Regions from separate parts of the Sus scrofa genome. Here all the other regions are linked to region 2. A link is a contact called in public HiChIP or PLAC-seq data. All regions are on one chromosome and are shown on one strand. The core of a region is the stretch at or near the end of the contact, and the rest is flanking DNA. Distances in the headings are between cores, read along the strand shown.

The links. HiChIP or PLAC-seq counts read pairs in DNA pulled down with a chosen protein or histone mark.
Region 1: a contact with region 2 is called in an H3K27ac HiChIP or PLAC-seq map of skeletal muscle, with 3 times the contacts expected there. The contact joins two enhancer-like sites. A contact is called at or near these places in 1 of 47 Hi-C or Micro-C datasets (skeletal muscle) and 1 of 2 datasets of contacts at active chromatin or transcription factors (skeletal muscle).
Region 3: an H3K27ac HiChIP or PLAC-seq map of skeletal muscle shows a contact between it and region 2. The contact joins two enhancer-like sites. A contact is called at or near these places in 13 of 47 Hi-C or Micro-C datasets (alveolar macrophages, embryonic fibroblasts, epiblast stem cells and 8 more) and 1 of 2 datasets of contacts at active chromatin or transcription factors (skeletal muscle).
Region 4: a contact with region 2 is called in an H3K27ac HiChIP or PLAC-seq map of skeletal muscle, with 5 times the contacts expected there. The contact joins two enhancer-like sites. A contact is called at or near these places in 8 of 47 Hi-C or Micro-C datasets (embryonic fibroblasts, epiblast stem cells, fibroblasts and 3 more) and 2 of 2 datasets of contacts at active chromatin or transcription factors (alveolar macrophages and skeletal muscle).

The regions. Positions count from the first base shown.
Region 1 is chrX:90,170,426-90,173,125 of Sscrofa11.1, reverse strand. All of the region lies in intron 1 of TMEM164 (transmembrane protein 164), which reads right to left. Among named protein-coding and RNA genes, the nearest start is that of MIR652, 5.3 kb to the right of the region's middle. Within about 2 kb of position 1,380, at least 1 of the 83 cell types and tissues checked has an H3K27ac peak or open chromatin away from gene starts, as enhancers often do. A contact at or near this core is called in skeletal muscle, where this site is marked.
Region 2 is chrX:90,019,007-90,021,706 of Sscrofa11.1, reverse strand. No RefSeq gene overlaps it. Among named protein-coding and RNA genes, the nearest start is that of TMEM164, 85 kb to the left of the region's middle. Within about 2 kb of position 1,371, at least 7 of the 83 cell types and tissues checked have an H3K27ac peak or open chromatin away from gene starts, as enhancers often do. A contact at or near this core is called in skeletal muscle, where this site is marked.
Region 3 is chrX:90,232,976-90,235,675 of Sscrofa11.1, reverse strand. The region is part of intron 3 of TMEM164 (transmembrane protein 164); the gene reads right to left. Among named protein-coding and RNA genes, the nearest start is that of MIR652, 68 kb to the right of the region's middle. Within about 2 kb of position 1,280, at least 8 of the 83 cell types and tissues checked have an H3K27ac peak or open chromatin away from gene starts, as enhancers often do. A contact at or near this core is called in skeletal muscle, where this site is marked.
Region 4 is chrX:90,251,465-90,254,164 of Sscrofa11.1, reverse strand. TMEM164 (transmembrane protein 164) reads right to left here. Exons shown (of 6, transcript XM_021080004.1): 4 at 177-255. Among named protein-coding and RNA genes, the nearest start is that of MIR652, 86 kb to the right of the region's middle. Within about 2 kb of position 1,269, at least 7 of the 83 cell types and tissues checked have an H3K27ac peak or open chromatin away from gene starts, as enhancers often do. A contact at or near this core is called in skeletal muscle, where this site is marked.

The DNA.
Region 1 (2,700 bases), core at 131-2,630, 150 kb before region 2:
TCATAATATTTCTTTTTGTCTTCCTATATTTTCTAGGGCCGCACCTGCGGCATGTGGAGGTTCCCAGGCTAAGGGTCCACCAGCCTACACCAGAGCCACAGCAATGCCAGATCCGAGCCACGTCTGTGACCTACACCACAGCTCATGGCAACGCTGGATCCTTAACCCACTGAGTGAGGCCAGGGACCAAACCTGCAACCTCATGGTTCCTAGTCAGATTCGTTAACCACTGAGCCATGACGGGAACTCCTAATATTTTAAAATTGTAAATCTCTAATATCAAGAAATTTTATCATTGCTAATCATACTCATGCTTCCAGAATGGGCTTCTCATCTGTCTTCTTTAGGCTACCTCATATTTACTCTTCAAATTACAAAAGAAAGCACCATTTCCTATATCCTCTCATTAATTCCTTCTGTTTATCTCTTTCTGAGAAATGACTATTCTTGTCAATATAAGGAGCCTTCTCTCATGAATTTAGATGAAAGGGAAATTAGAGTACCTACTAAGAAATTTCTTAGGCTTCGAAATCAACATACAATGGATTTAAAAGATTGCAAATTCATTTCAAATCCAGAATGTCCCCAGACCTGAAAGACCAGACTGTAACCTGCCTGAATTATACCCAAAGAATGAGGTTGGCCGATCATTGAGGAATAGAATAAGGACAGTAACAAAGGCGTATATATTTGGCAGTATCCACATCTAAGCACCACCCAGGGACCAGAGAACCCTAGCTTATGAACATCAAGTTTTCTGGTCCCATTGCCAAATTCATCCCTATTAAGATGGAAGCAGGACAGGTAGCATCGCTAAGTGGGTAAGCTGATAGACTTTAGAGTTAAGACAGATTTTAGACCACATGCTGGCTCTGCCACTCACCAGCACAGTAACCTCGGACATGAGATTGTCGGAATCTTCACCTCGAAAATAGGAATAAAAATAGTGCCTATGTCTCACGAGGCTTTGGAGAGGATCAAATGAGATAAAGCAAGCAAAGTCCTTGGCACAATGTCTAGCACATAGCTAGCACGCAATACATAGCAGCTATAATTATTCTGCTCTTGAAAGAAAACGTCATCCCTACTGTGAGCTGTACCAGCAAGGGCTCATACCAAACTTCCAATTCCTCTGCCTGCACTTGTTCTATTTCCATGTCTGCATAATAAATGTGCTAGTATATTACTTGGCTTCCCAGGTGCAGCTGCCTACAAGGAGAGTATTCTAAACACCTGAGGCTCAGTTTCCTCATCTGTCAAATGGGGATTACATTAGTACTAACTCATATTGTGGATGCGAGGACTGAAGGTTTGAAGCACTTAGTTCAGTGCCTGGCACATTGTAAGGAATAACCCAAGTACGAGCTATGCATAGTATCGTCCTTCCTGGATGTCCTTTCTGTTCGCCTCTCAAATTGCATCCAGGCCCATAGCAAGTTCTATCTCCCCAACAGAGCCTTCTCCAATAAATCCAGGTAACACCCCTCTTTTTTTTTTTTTTTTTTTTTTTTTTTTTTTTTTTTTTGCCAATGGCCCGTACAACTCATTAGGTACTCAGGTTTTATTTAATTTGGGATATTAAATGGCTCCCTATGGTTGCACATAGTGCTATAATAGACTGAGAGCTAGCATCTGATTATCAATTGTTCCCTCCTGATGAATCTTAAATCAGCATTGGTGAGTCACTGAAAAAGTCCACCGTTGTTTGTAGGGCAATCAAGGAAGGCCCTCAACAACGCTGTATTTCCCGCTATGTCTCAGATGTTCACCCTGAACTTGAGTTTCTACATTCTAAATGGAAAAGAATAATAGTACTTGCCTCCAAGGTCTTAAACTCAACCGTTGTTTCAAGGTAGGTAACAAATGCTTTCTGGGTGTTTCCATCTGGATGTCACGCAGGTGTCTCCGACCTGACATGCCTAAATCTCAACTTGCCATTTTCTTTCCTTAACCTCTTCCCTAACTGTTCCCTCAAAAATTGGGAGATAAGGGACAGCTCTTCCAACAGAATTCCAACTGATGAAGGCAAAAGAAGGCATGCGGGAAACACTAGGCAGTGCTGTGGCAATACTTGCTATAGGACAGAACCGGTGATAGATGCTGACGAGTAGTGAAAAGAATAGCATTGTTGCATGGAGAGTATTTGTCAATTACAAAGGGAAAACAACAACTTTATGGTGGAGAAATCTGACAGGCACCACCTTAACCAAATGCCCAAGGTTAAGGTCACCAGTCATAATGCATATCATCATGTACCCCTGATATGATGCACCAAGAAGGGGACAGCATCACTTGCCCAAATTACCCAAATGCAATCATGAAAAAAGTCAAACAGGTTTAAAGAAGGAGTATTTTACAAACTAACTGACCAGCACTCTTCGATATTAACAAGAAAATGAAAGATGGAGCCTGAGGAATTGTCACGGATGGAGAAGACTACGAGGACATAACAACAAATGCAATGTGGGATCCTGGAATAGACAAAGGACATTTGTGGAAAAACTCGTGAATTCAGAATAAAGTCTATTAGTTCAAGTACCCATGCTAATTTCTCAGTTTTAGGAATTTTACCATGGTTATACAAGACGTAGACATTAGAAGTTGAAGGAAGGGTACGCAGAAATTCTCCGTACTATCTTTACAACTCTTCTGTAAATCAAAAATCATTTTAAAACACAAAGTTTTTACAAACTACTGTAT
Region 2 (2,700 bases), core at 122-2,621:
ACTCTCATGGAAATGTAAGCTGCCAAGGCTGAGGGAAGGTGGGTGTTAAGTGCTCATCTGACTAATCTGTAAATCAGCATGATGCAGCCTGTGCCCAGGTAGTAGGAGGCAAGTTGGAGGCAAGAGCCCCTCCCTGAACAGTGTTGTACAAGTGGAGGTGGTGGGGGGAGCTGTGGGACTCCCCAAGAGGCACAGGGGACATGGCCAGAGGTGGAGGTCAGTGAGAGGGGAAGAGCTGGAGTCAGATATTAAGGCAGGCATCATCCTTCCCCTGACTTTTCCTTCCCTTCCTCCCACCTGCATCCGCTCACCTCTTTTTTCCCACTGCCTCCCCATTTGCCAGGCAGACGGCACAGACCTCTGCTTGGTGCTCCCGAAACACCAAAATAACAATCCCCTCCCCAACTCTGGCCACTCTGCTCCCCATGTGTTCAAAACTGCCTTTTCCCTGAACTGCCAAGCCCATTCTTTCCTTTCTTTCTTCCCCCCCTTTTTTTTTCTTTTTTCTGGCTTATCTAGGGCTGCACCTGCAGCATATGGAGGTTCCCAGGCTAGGGGTCTATTTGGAGCTGTAGACGCCAGCCTACGCCACAGCCATAGCAACGCGGGATCCGAGCCGCATCTGCGACCTACACTACAGCTCACGGCAACGCCGGATCCTTACCCCACTGAGTGAAGCCAGGGATCGAACCCACAACCTCATGATTCTTAGTTGGATTCGTTAACCACTGAGCCACGACGGGAACTCCCTTTCTTTCTTTTTAAGGCTGCACCCTTGGCATATGGAAGTTCCCAGGCTAGGGGTTGAATCAGAGCTGCAGCTGCCGGCCTACGCCACAGCTCAGGGCAACGCCAGATCCTTAACCCACGAAGTGAGGCCAGGGATTCGAACCCGTGTCCTTAAGGTTGCTAGTCAGATTGCTAGTCAGATTCTTAACCCGCTGAGCCACAATAGGAACTCCCTGAGCCCTTTTTTTTTTTTTTTTTTTTTGTCTTTTTGCTATTTCTTTGGGCCGCTCCCGCGGCATATGGAGGTTCCCAGGCTAGGGGTCGAATCAGAGCTGTAGCCACTGGCCTACGCCAGAGCCACAGCCACGCGGGATCCGAGCCACATCTGCAACCTACACCACAGCTCACGGCAACGCCGGATGGTTAACCCACTGAGCAAGGGCAGGGACCGAACCCGCAACCTCATGGTTCCTAGTCGGATTCGTTAACCACTGCGCCACGACGGGAACTCCATTCTAATTGAAGCCCTGAAAGCAGAGCCAGGTCAGAGAAGCAAGAAGGCTGCCTGCGAGCAAGGGCCAAGAGGCAATGGGAGCAGGAGAGTCCTGGAATCCAGCTGGTGTCTGGAGAAGCAGGGCGGGGAGTGGTGGATGGGCTAGTCTGGGCAGCTGCCTGGCTGCTGGATCCAACCCGACTTTCCACAGACCACACAGAGCTCCAGGGAGTGGGGGAGGGGATGCTGCTAGTAAACGCCAGGCTTGCAGAAGGGGGATGGCGAAGGGGCAGTGCAGAGTGTGCCGGAACGGAAAAAACCAACAGAAAGCCCTCTCCCTAGGGGAGCTACCCATTGCTGTGTCTCTTGACTCTGCTTTCCAACAGGGGCACTGTCTGCCTGGCATATGATGTTGCAAGGATCAAAAAATAGCCTCTGGTAACTGCAAGAGGATCTGTTTATAGAGCTCCAGCCCTCACACCACCTGTGAATTCCATGCAGCTAAGCCATCTTTTCGAAAGAACGAATTCGTTCTTTCTCTGCGGGGCTTGCTGGCCACAAGAGGCGGACACTTTCCAGCACTCCCATCCCTCCTCCACCTGCAGGACCACCAGCGCCTCTCACCCCGGGCGTGCCCTCATGCTCCTCCAGCACTGCTTCTTGGCCTCCTCTCAGCAGAGTGGACTTAGTCTCTGTCCCATTCTCTCCGTCGCTTTCGCCCTTTTGCTAAGTAACCCGAACAGTGGTGGCAATCCAAAATCCCTGCCCAAGTCCTGCTGCTGCAGACCTGCTCCCCTTCAGGTTCCTGGAAACCCACATAACGGGGTGCCCCTCCCACGTTAACACGTTTTCATTTTGAAAGGGGAACCCTAGGTTCTTTAACCGCAAAAGTGACTGATAGTGTGAATTTCGGACAGGCCAGAAAGCTATTTTTGAGGCATAGGGGCTTTCTGTTGGCAACCTGTCTCGCTGATCAGTGCTGGCAGCCACAAGCCCTGCCTATGTCTAAGAGCGGCTTGCGCCCTTGGTGTAGGGGTCAGAGATGGGGACAAAGACCTAGTGACTACAGGAGCCAGGTAAGTAAGTGAAATCAATCTAGTGGGTGTGGTGCACTAGTCTTTGCAGCCAACTAGAGAGCACATAGCCATCTGAATTATGAAATAGGGAGACAGGAGGGAAGGGGCAGGGCACGACCTTTAAAAGAATGACAGTGCTGTTGAGAACACGACATCAACTGCTTAGAATTGATTACGCCCAAGATGGCAGAAGATTCAACTTCCAGGAGACCTTGAGCTCACATGTTGTGCACTCAGGGTAGCACATTAGCTAAATGACAGGCCCGCAGGCCTCATCACAGTTCCAAGGCGGACCATAAAAGGGCAAAAAGTGGCCGGTGGCCTGATTCTGAGGAATCCCCGCCCCTTCCCTGAAACAGCCTATGAAACTACCCAGCCCATTAAAAACTCACCAGCCCCAAA
Region 3 (2,700 bases), core at 31-2,530, 210 kb before region 2:
AACAATAAGGAAATATCCAATAAATCCCCCAAAAAGGCTAGACTGAAGGACAAAAAAATGTTCCAACCGGGAGTTTACAACAGACCAAGTGACACCCAGCAGTCACACAGTCACATCTATGCTAAGAAGCAGGCTCTTCTGTGTGGGACGAGTGGAGGCTCACACCCTGCCCAATGCCCCTCATGAACAGGGTCCCTGGAGAAACAAACTCCTCATGCAAGGCCTGGGCCCACCAAGCAAATACCACCTTGGGATGGGACACGTCCCTTTGGTCACCAGGGATCAAAAGCATTCCTCCAATTAGTTGAGGCCTATGGGTCTTAGGTTCTGAAGGAAAATGAGTAATTCTGTGCTGAGAAGTCATCTGAATTTTGACACACAAGCTGGTTTGAATGAAGAGTGTACTGGTGGAGTTCCCGTTGTGGCCCAGGGGTAATGAAACCAACCAGTATCCATGAGGATGTGGGTTTGATACCTGGCCTCGCTCAGTGGGTTAAAGATCCGGCGTTGCCATGAGCTGAGGCGTAGGTCACAAATGCAGCTTGGATCCTGTGTTGCTGTGGCTGTGGTACAGGCCTGCAGCTCCACCTCCAGTTCTACCCCTCTCCTGGGACCCTGCATATGCTGCAGGTGCAGCCCTAAAAAGACCAAAAAAAAAAAAGTATACTGGGTTTTTAGGAATGTACTTTTAGCACATCAATGGATGACGGGCTCACACAGGGCTGAGTCCAGAAATGCCTGGCTGCTTTCCTAAGAGGCATGAGTGCACCCAGCATAAGCCATCATAGACAGGGTCCCTGGATTCTCTCTCTAGGGCAGCCTGCTGTCACAGGACAGGTATTTGATTTGTGCTGTGGGTATTCCACGTATTGGAGCCGATTGATGGGAACGCTGTCTATCCCCTGACCAGAGAAGGCTCCCCCACATTCTGGCTGGAGCGTGGAGAGCCTTGCTCTCCTGCTACCCTGGTCTCCCTGTTCCTTTTTCCCTGCTGGCACTGGTACCATAGGGAAGGGGAAGTAAAATTTAAACACCTCTGGAAGGACTGTTCTTGCCTAAGGGCCTACTCAAGTTAAAGGAAAAAGAATCCCTTGATTCCACCTTGGAAGTGAGTTTAATCTTTAACCACACTAAAACACCCTGCCAGGATAAAGTTCCAGATGGCATTTTCTCATGGACAGCTCTGTCCCTGCATCGGCCAGCAGCAACCCTCACCAGCCCCTGCTCCATAGGGCAAGTCGCCATCCTTTTGCTCAAAGCTGGAAAGAGAACAGGGCCCTTCCCTTTGGCCCAAGTTGCAGCTGATCTCTGGCCCAGTTTGGAGACTGGGAAATAGCAGTTACCTACCGTGAATGTGGTCTGAGGCCCAAATGGGAGGGGCCCCATTCTTTCAACACTGTCTAGATCACCTACAAATCGGCCTTCTTTCTCATCAGTCACGTCTTGAATACCCACTTTCTCGAGAACCTTGTGTCCTCACATTCTTCACACACACACCCCCCTAAAGCCTTCCTCATCAATTCCTGTTTCCATTGGTTGTGTTTCAATGTGCCTTGAGAAAGTGGAACTGGAGAGCAGTAGTTAACATCTACTTGGAAATGCATTCTGGAAATCAGAAAGCCATGGATCAACCTCATTCTCAGCTGAAGATGTCCTGATGGCTCCTGGAGCCAAGAGTCTATACCTGTCACAGAGCAGGAGCTGCTGTGAGTCCTGAGTTGAAGGTTCCTCCTGTTCTAAGACTCACTGCCCGTGGTGCTGTTGGGGTGGGGGTGGGGGGCTCTGGATCAGCAGGGTGGGGGGAGCAGCATTCCCTCTACCCTTCTGTCAGCCCAACCAGGCAGCCTATGAGTCAGATCAGAAGCAGGGAAGGACCAGGCAGCTTCTGAAAAATTCACCATCTTCTCTTCCTCTTCATTCACCCTCCAAACAGCCATCTCTAAGTGGCTGTCATCTTAGAAAAACAAACTCCTTGGCCTATATGGACATGTTCCCTTTCTTTAGAACACCACCCCTGACCCCACCCCCATCCCCACCTATTTCAGGCGAACATAATTTACAATTCCCAGAAATGCCTGAGGAGCAGTGCACACGCTTCTGGTGCCAAGCCTGACCGGTTTTACAGATTTTCATTTAGCAGGTGTCTGTTGCTAAATCAGTAGCAGCTGCTAATTGCTTTTCCTTCCTCGAAAATTCAGACAGAATAAAACATCTGGTGTTCTCTCACTTTGGGTTAAAATCAGATTCCTTATCATTCCCCCTTTGGGTTCAATTTTTATTAAAAAGCTGTCAGCCGATGGCTGGAACAGGCAGCAGAGAGCAAGGCCGCCCCAGAGGCAGGGGGACGATTCGAATGGCAACCCAGGAGGAGGAGGCTGCGTCTGGTTGCCAGACCTCAAATGCAGACGCAGGGCTGCTCAGGCACCAGTCCCCACAAGGTGGAGCTTTAAGCCCATGACTGCCTAAGTTACTTGGGGCTTTCCTTTCTTCTTTTTTTTTTTTTTCTTTTTTTTTCAGGGCCACACCCATGGCAAATGGAGATTCTCAGGCTAGGGGTCAAATCGGAGCTACAGCTGTCAGCCACAGCAACATCAGATTCGAGCCATGTGTGCGACCTACACCACAGCTCATGGCAACACGGGATCCTTAACCCACTGAGCAGGGTCAGGAATCGAACCTGGATCCTCATGGATGCTAGTC
Region 4 (2,700 bases), core at 20-2,519, 230 kb before region 2:
GGCCTCATCCAGGCCCACTGCCCCACTGCCTGGTGTCTGGCATCAAACGTGCTGCAGAGACCCAGCCTGGCAGCCCCTTAAGGTCCTGATAGGCACCCAAGAGGTTGTGGGCCCCCCAAGCAGAAGGGAGCGGCTAGGTGTGGGGGTGGCACCCGGGCGGGCTTTGCGGGCCTTACCTCCTTTCCAAAGCAGATAGATGGGCACCACGTAGAGCATAACATGCTGGATGTAGTAAATCTCCAATTCAAAGGGGAGCTGCAAGGACAGGAGGGAGAGAGGTGTTTCAGAGCAGGAAGCACTTGTTTCAATAGATTCTCAAGGTGAATGCCCTCGCTCGACCCCGTGTGCTTCAGCTAGTTCAACTCCCCTCATCATTAGACAAAAACAAATGAAATACACCTATGGCCCAGGCCAGCATCTCCCAAAGTGTATTTTGGGAGATAGGACTTGAAAAATGCTCCACCCAGAAAGTTTGGTTAAAAATGTAACAAATGTTTCATCCCCTTGGAGACCGGCCACCATGTATATCAGCGGCATATTAAGGACCTATGTTGTCTCTACAAGAAGGCTGCTTAACATTTCTTATCTAGAGGAGTTCCCTGGTGGTCTAGCAGTTAGGACTCGGTGCTTTCACTGTTATGGCCTGGGTTCAATCCCTAGTCTGGGAATCCTACATCCTACGTCATGCCCCCGCACCCTGTGACCCGGAAAAAAAAAAAAGAAGAAAAGGTTTATCTACTGTTTCCCAAACTTAGCCAGCGCCTCTGTAAAACATAGCACTTCTGTGTATGTTCTGCAGAATGTGCTTGAGGAAACACAACCTCACACTGCTTCCTGCTCCTGGTGACGGGACTACTTTAAAAGCTTATGTCTCGCCTGACAGGAACAATATATGGGCTAGGATTTATATGGGGTAGGATTTATTATCCCCATTTTTCAGATTTTTTTTAAAAAGTTGACTGCTAGGTCTGGTTAGTTCTAGATCCAAGAATAAAGAGTTTCGCCACTGGATACTTGGGGTCAGGCCAGGGTTAGCCCTACTTTTGGGTGAAGACCAAGCGCCTGGGCCAATTCTGGGACGGCTTGCCAAAAAGAACTTCCCCACCCTCCTTCCACCAACACGCCCACTCATTCACTGGTGTTTCCCATCTCTCTCAAAATGGAAGCTCGAAATTACCAAAGCAGAGCGTGCTTTCAACCTGGCATGGGGACCGCGCCGTAATGCTTGGCAGCGGGTAGAGTGGAAACAGCTGGGAGGCCAACTCAATTCCAGGAAAAGAACTGCAGCAGCTGGCAAGAGGCCTGGCATCCGAGGCTTACACAGCCCTACACACACACACACATTCCCCAAAGGGAAGCCCAGAGTGACAAGGACACCCAGGGCAAGGATCAGCTGCTTCCCTGGGCCCTCCAGGGTGAGCACAGAACTGAAACCAAAAGACTGCGGAGCTCCCAGCCATGGGAGCCTGGATGACCGCAGACCCGGGCCAGAGTCACCTGCTCTGGAGCTTGAAAACAGAAACTCACGCAGAAGGAAAATTTCCCACGGCCCCAGCTGATGCTCGACCATGATTTTATGCTCACGGAAAGAAAGAGCAAAACCAAGAACAAGAAATGAGGGTCCACGCGTCTCCGTAGACCACGTGGACATGACCCGCACCAGGTAACTTTGGAGACCTCACGGTGATGGGGTCTGGGATCACTCCACTAGCTGAAATCTGGGTGCTGCTTTATGCTTTTTCTAACGTCCCCACATCCATGATCTCCTCGGTCCTCTGGAAAACCCCAGGAGGTGGGCAGGTAAAGTATCATTATCCCCATTTGAGAGATGAGGAAAGGCGGGGGTGGCGGCAGGGGAAATGACTTGACACAGAAAGGAGGCAACGTTTCAGGAAGGCCCAGCTCTGTGCCTATATTGCGAATCTTCAGGTACCTAAGGGGCTCGACCGCTCCCTGAATGGGAGCCTGGGCACCCAGGCTGCATTCCTACAGCAGGGAGCAGAGAACCGGGCCGCGGGCACACTGACCCGATCCCAGCCAGGCCCCCACTACCTTTGCTGAACTCTCAGACTCCAGCCGCTTTTGCCCCACACGCTTCTCCCCTCCCCACCACCCTCCTGGAAAGCAAAGTCCCCCATGTGTGCGGCCAGGGAGGCAGTTCAGCATTGCGGCCTCAAGCACGGACTTTGGAGTTTGGCAAATCCCTGCCCTAGATTTGACTCTGAGGCTAAATAGCCCCGTGCCCTCGGGTAAGTCGCTTAACCTCTCCACCCCGGTTTTGGCACCATGTTCCCACGAACTCCATTTTAGAGGTGAGAAATGGAGGCACACAGAAGATGGCTAACTCACCCAAGGGCACATCAGTGACAGAACCAGGCTGCAAACTCCAGGCAGTCCAGCTCTGGAGTTTATCCTCGTAACCTACACGCTCCGCCACCCACCGCCCGCTCCTTCCCTCTGGCAAAGGCCAGACACCTGGGAGCTGCGCAGTGGAGATGCGCAGAGGAGCTGCGCGCGGGAGCTGCGCAGTGGAGAGGAGCCGGCGCTAACAAGCGCGTGGTAAAGAAGCACATTAGCCACAGCAGGATCCCAAACGTCCTCCACCTGGGGGCCGGGCCCAGTCCGGCCCAGTTTACCCGATCCCCACCCTCACAGCCTGCTCTGCCCCCACTGTGGCCCCGGGCCCCACATCACACAGTG